Linked DNA regions of Arachis hypogaea: region 2 is linked to region 1. A link is a contact called in public Hi-C data. All regions are on one chromosome and are shown on one strand. Each heading gives the region's core, a stretch centred on a gene start, on an enhancer-like site or on the middle of the called end of the contact. The rest is flanking DNA. Distances are from core to core; before and after follow the strand shown.

Region 1 (3,044 bases), core at 325-2,824:
CTCCCAAAAATCAGGTAGAGTATTTAGAAACCACAATTCTTGAACCTCATCTTCAAACTTGATTTCCATACTTGACAACAATCAAGAACCACTTGAAATTCATTCAATTGATTTAATACTTGTGACCCCTCCTTGTAACTCAAATTCATCAGCATATTCAACTAGTACAATTTATTATTGCTGGACTTGAAAGCATACAAGGATTCAATTTGATTCCACAAAGTTCTAGCATGAGTCTCATTAGCAATGTGATTGTAAACATTATCGTTCACCTATTGCTTAATAAAATCACAAATTTGTTGGTGTTCAAACTCCTATTCTTTATCGGTTTTAGACTCTAGTTTCTGTGTAGAAAATACGGATAAATGTAGATTTTTTTGACAAACAATAAATCTTTTATTTTATCCTTCCATAGATGGTAATTAGTGTCATTCAAACTTATTATCCAAGTAAAATTATTTACCTCCATCTTTTAAGCAAATTATAACCAAATGTCCAAAATTGAGCTTTGATGCCAAATGATAGGAATAAAATACACAATTCTCTACTTGAAAGAATTAGAGGAGCAATAACAACCACTCACAAATAAATGGCAACAGCAATAACATAACAATAGTAGCGAAAAAATGCACAGAAAAATCAAAAATAGAGAAAGAACACACCAAGATTTTTATCATGAAAAACCTCCTCAATGTGAGAAGTAAAAACCACGAGTTACTAAGATCATAAAAATAGCTTCACTTTGATCAAAATAGGGTACAAAGAGTTACAATTTACTGCACAAAACGTGCATACAACAAGCCAAATAATCGAAACATCAAAGCTTACAAAACAAGAACCAAGAAGATGAAAATACCACAAAATAGAGCTATTGCTGCGTGGCTAATATCTTCAGCTACAGACTTCGTATTAAAGATCTGGTTGGTGAAAACGAAGAATCAGGTGTCTGTAACACACTATTCAAATTTGAGCTCAATCCAACGGCTAACGAATCCGCAGTGACCAATTTATAGAGACAGCTTTGTGTATGTGCGAAAATATTTTCTCTCTTCTCTTCTCTCTAGTATTTGGTGTTTTCTCACAAATGAGACATCTCTCTGTCAATCCTAACTCACCTCAACCACTTCACTCTCGATCAACAAAAATTATAAACTTAAATACTAATATTTGAATTTTTTTTCCCCACATAAGAAGTAAGTCCAAAATCTAACACAATACATAAGCAATTTAAAAATGGTAAAATAGTTCACGTTAAAAGTAATTTTTTTTTTTAGTTGTGGATTTCATCACATTTAAACATATACCTCTAATTATTATTATTATTATTGTCATCGTCATCGTCATCATCTTAGTATTTAGTTTTCAAACTTCATGTTTTTGTAATTAGTATTCAGTTTTCAACTTTTTTTTTTTTTTTTTGGTACTATTCAGTTTTCAACCTTACTTTATATATATCTGTTGATACAAGGTCAAATATTTTTTGGCCTTTTTTCTTTTGGATATCTTAACCAAACTATTTAACGCCCTTACCACTGGCCAAGCTTACGAATGGGCCTATACCTATATTTTTTTATTCCTTAAATGAAAAAAAAGAAGAGTAAATTAGGTCCTTTTTGGTTGAACACTTGTGAGCCTAAAACTCTGAATGTTAATTGAGAAAGTTTTTGGAGATACAACAAAAATTTTGAAGAAATTCACCACAAAATTATTAGGAAATTTCAAATACAATATATGCTTCACAGTTCAATTATAGGTGTTGGTTTGACGTTTTTGGTAAATAAAAACGTGTACTTTATTCAAGTAAAAATGTTTGGTAAACAAAAGATATTTAGCCAAAATCAATCAGAATTTATTTTATTTTTAATATTTATTAATTATTATAATAATTAATGAATATTAAATAAAATAAATTTATTTTTTATCTTTTTAGTATTACTAATCCTAGCATTACCGATCTAAGTAATATAGACCTGTTATAATTAAAAAAAAGGAGAGGATAATTATATAATGTTGAAGTTCATTTCCTTCTCCACATGCAAAACTGAGGTGGATCACCTCCACAATTTTTTTATGATTGTTCCTTTTTACCATATGTATATGCATGTTGGAAAAGGCACAAAAAAAAATGAAAGCCACTGGTTTTTTTTAAATCGTTTTACAATCTCTTTCTCAATCTATAAGTGTTGGTGTCTATATTAAATAAGAGTTTAAAACTCTAAATATCTTGCAGCTGAGACTTAGCTTAATTGGTAAAATTATATACTTTTTAATATGTTGAATGTGAGCCTTTTAGTATTGTGTGGGTGAGTATATTGTGTGAATATGTTGTGGTACTTAGAACTGAGAGTTGTTCAATTTATCTCACTTAAAAAAAAACTAAATATCTTTTTTTTTTCTAAAAGGATTAAGCTGATTCAAGTAGTTATTTCCGTTCCAAAACAACACATGAACGCACTAAATTATACTTTAGCAGCATATTCCTTTACTTCCAATGTCAGAAACTTAGAATCAACACTAAATACTTATAACTCCACAGCTAATTGAGACGCTTTGATATTTGCGGCATATTTCTTGGTTGATAAAATGACAAGTTTCAACATGCCAAGCCACTGAGGTGGAAGAGTACGGTTCAAATCAAATGTATTTGTTTTTTCTTGTCATATTCCATTTTTGGTCTCTTTCGGCGTCTGCTACTTTTTTAAGAAAAAACTTTTTGTATGATTGGTATCGTCTCGTCTTATTTACTAGATAAATGTTGTCCTATTTTGATCTAATTTTTTTTATATGTATTTATACGTAAATATATGATAATTAATCTATATATAATTTTATTTTATGTACCAGTACAAAATACAAATATTATGTAATTAACCCTAACAGTTTCTAAAATACATAACGTCCCACATAGACATAGAATTTACACAACCACCCCAAAAATAAAGCCTAAAGAGAGTTCTTTAAAACTCTCGCAGCTTTTCTGTTTCGATCTTTAATGCTCCCAATTTTCTCCTATTTCTTTTTGTCTTAACCTTTAATTCTAATAA
Region 2 (3,033 bases), core at 151-2,650, 51 kb after region 1:
GCAAAGTAATAGACTTAGTTACTTACCATACGAGAAATCAATATTTTGATAGGAACATAAATAAACAAATAAAGATTAATTCACCTTAACGAATGCCATATTTTTTGAAAATTAAAATTAAAATTAGCATGAACATGTTACATCAAGTTTTAAAAGCTGGAAAAAAAATAAATGTTATATGTTACCTGTTTTGTGACAGATCGAGTACAGGGATATCGAGGAGAGGAGCGGCGCGGGGATGAGAGGCCAGACGGGAGGTCAGGCGCGACGGGCTCGGTGCGGTGCGGTGTAGCGACGTCAGGCGAGGCAAAGCACCGGGAGGAACAGCGACGGCTTAGATGGGAAAATAGCGCAGAAGACCTCTGAACAGAATAACATAGAACAAACCAACGTAGAGAGAAGGAGGCGACGGATGGCCGACCACCCAGCGTCCGCTGCAGACGACGCCACAGATGGATGAAGACGATGGACCGACGCAGGAGAGCAACTGAGGGCTAGCTAGGTTTTTTATTCTAAGTGTGGGAGGGTTATTTTGGTATTTCAGAAAATAAGTGTGAAAGAGAATTAGAGATTTAGGAAAAAGTTAGAGAATCTTTAATTTAGGAACAGAATATTCCGTTAAATCTAACTGTTTGGTCACGGTAGGGACTTAATTGAAAAAAAAAATTAGTGCAGGGACCCAATTAAAAGGAAAAAAAAGTATAGAGACCTAATTGAAAATTTCGCGAAACTATAGGGACCAATAGAGTAATTAAACCTAATTAAAATTCAAAAAAAAATTGTGAAACTCTAACAAAGAAGACTAATTTTATAAAGGCATTACAATTCAAACTTCACTTTTCAACAATTACCATAAGCAACAAGAAGCACAAATTTTCAATCATAAGCAAACGCCCCACATCATTTTTTTAGTACACTTTAATTATTCATCAATATGAATAATTGTGGATAGCATTTTTTTCACATATATTTTCATCCTATTTTAATGCACCAATAATAAGTTCTGTTTTTTTGGGACATAAATCATGGATCTTTTTCATTTCTTTTCAGAACTCACAAATTTTTTTATTTCATCATCTCCAATTTCATTATTCTTCATTTTATTTATCAAATTCAAACATGAAAATTCATAAAATTAGTATTTAGATTTTCTATTGAAACACATGATAGTAAATTCTACTTAATATTTGTTCATTTAAAAAAAAATTATTTATTTTTTTGTGATATTAGTAAAAGTCTTAATACTTATTTTTTATTATTATTTTTTATTTTTAGTTCTTATGTTGTTTACTTATCACTAATAAATGTTTGTAATTTTACCTACTCCGATCCTAATTTTTTTAATCTCTTTTTATTTAATCTATTTTTATAAAATTACACCTGAATCACTAATATTGATAAAAAAATTTGACTCTAATATTTCTCAAAAAAATAAATGGGAAATGAAGAGAAAGCAAGGTGTAGAGAGTAGAGAGTAAAGAGGGTGGGAATGACGGGAAAACGAAAACGGAAGCAAATACCTAAAAAAAGAAAAGTGGTTTTTAGCGGTAGAACGTAGAAAGATACATACAAGGTGGAAAAAGACAAACACAAATTGCAAGAGAAAAACAGAAAACGTGAGGCTCAGCCCCGTTGAAATATTGAAAAAGTCGCTTAAAAACTGAACACAAATATGGCGTTTACGTTTCTTCTTCTTCTTCCTCTTCTTCTCGTGTGTCAACCGTGTTCTCAGCCATCTTTTCGGTCCCCTTGTCTTCTCATTCTTCACTAACAAACTCAATAGTTCTCATTCTTCTTCTTCTTCTTCTTCTTCTTCTTCTCTCTCTCTCTCTCTCTCTCTCTCTCTCTCTCTCTCTCTCTCTAGCTGCATTCACAACACCTTCACTCTTTCTCTTGCTCCTGCTTTCATTTTCTGGATAATTCGTAAGTTTTTTTTTCCTCTTTAAATTATGATTTTTTATTTTTGGCTAGGTTGTAATTTTGTATGCAGATGCAGTGGTTTCTGTGTTCTATGTGTTTTTCATGTCAATTCTGTTTTTTTATGTGTTATTTTTGTGAAAATATGTTTTTTTATTTCTTCTGGTGTTCATACAACAAAAGGATCCAAACAAAAAGAAAATTATAAGGAAAAATTTTGATTTTTATTTAATATAAGGTGGAAGGGGTAACTGAATTTGACGAACTGATGCAAAATGCAGGCTTGGGGTGAATTTAATTCACATTCAGTTTGCTAAGTGTGCTGGGTTGCTGGCAATGGTTTTTAAGTATATTCTATTGTCACTGTCCTTGAAAGTTGATTCTCTCTCTATAATAGCCTCATGCTTCTGCAATGGGACCCATCCTATTTTTTAAGCTTTTACTTTGCACAGAGAGGGCTAGTTGTTTGGTTGATTTGATTCACAATAATCAATTGGTGTTCTTACTTTTACAATGAGGAGAGATTGGCGAGAACTAAGAAGGGTTGGTCTAGAGGAGCAACTTATGGAGTATTTATCCTGTTAACAATTTGGTCCTTTTTGTGAGTGGAGAGAAACGCCAAATTTTTCAACACAGATGCTTGTCATTTGTAATTGAGAGGATCTTTTTAGAAGGGTAAATCATTTCTTGAAACATTCTTGTCTTTCATGTTTATGTTGCTTGGTTTAACTAGTCTGGATTTTCAAACAACTGAGTTTTATACATGACTGAATGTATTGACAGTTAAAATATGAGGTTGAATGTGTATTATTCCCTGGAGATATAGGCTACTATGTTGGAATTGAAGCTAAAGCTTATTCCAGAACTTCAGTTCTATTTCCTTTTCCAAATTGCTATAATATAATTGTGAAACATTGATTATATCATTTTTGAGTACTATTTGATTCTCTATTTCCCTCTGTCTTCCCCACTCTATTCATTTCTTTCAATAGTCTGTTTTACTCATCAACTCATGCAAAAAATTTGGTGCTGACATTTTAGATGGTATCTTGGATTAACTGCCAAAATTGGTTCCTATATCATGCTAGCCAATTCATTTTAGTATTGCTGCTACTC

Evidence for each region. Hi-C and Micro-C count contacts between places; a contact is called where the count stands out from the background.
Region 2: a contact with region 1 is called in a Hi-C map of an unstated tissue, with 4 times the contacts expected there. The contact joins the promoter of LOC112741752 here to the enhancer-like site in region 1. A contact is called at or near these places in 2 of 8 Hi-C or Micro-C datasets (leaf and an unstated tissue).

Annotation. Positions count from the first base shown.
Region 1 is chr14:18,723,182-18,726,225 of arahy.Tifrunner.gnm2.J5K5, forward strand. No RefSeq gene overlaps it. Among protein-coding and RNA genes, the nearest start is that of LOC112742350, 15 kb to the left of the region's middle. Within about 2 kb of position 1,575, at least 1 of the 3 cell types and tissues checked has open chromatin away from gene starts, as enhancers often do.
Region 2 is chr14:18,774,425-18,777,457 of arahy.Tifrunner.gnm2.J5K5, forward strand. LOC112741752 (probable protein phosphatase 2C 40) reads left to right here and starts at 1,401. Exons shown (of 4, transcript XM_025790848.3): 1 at 1,401-1,923.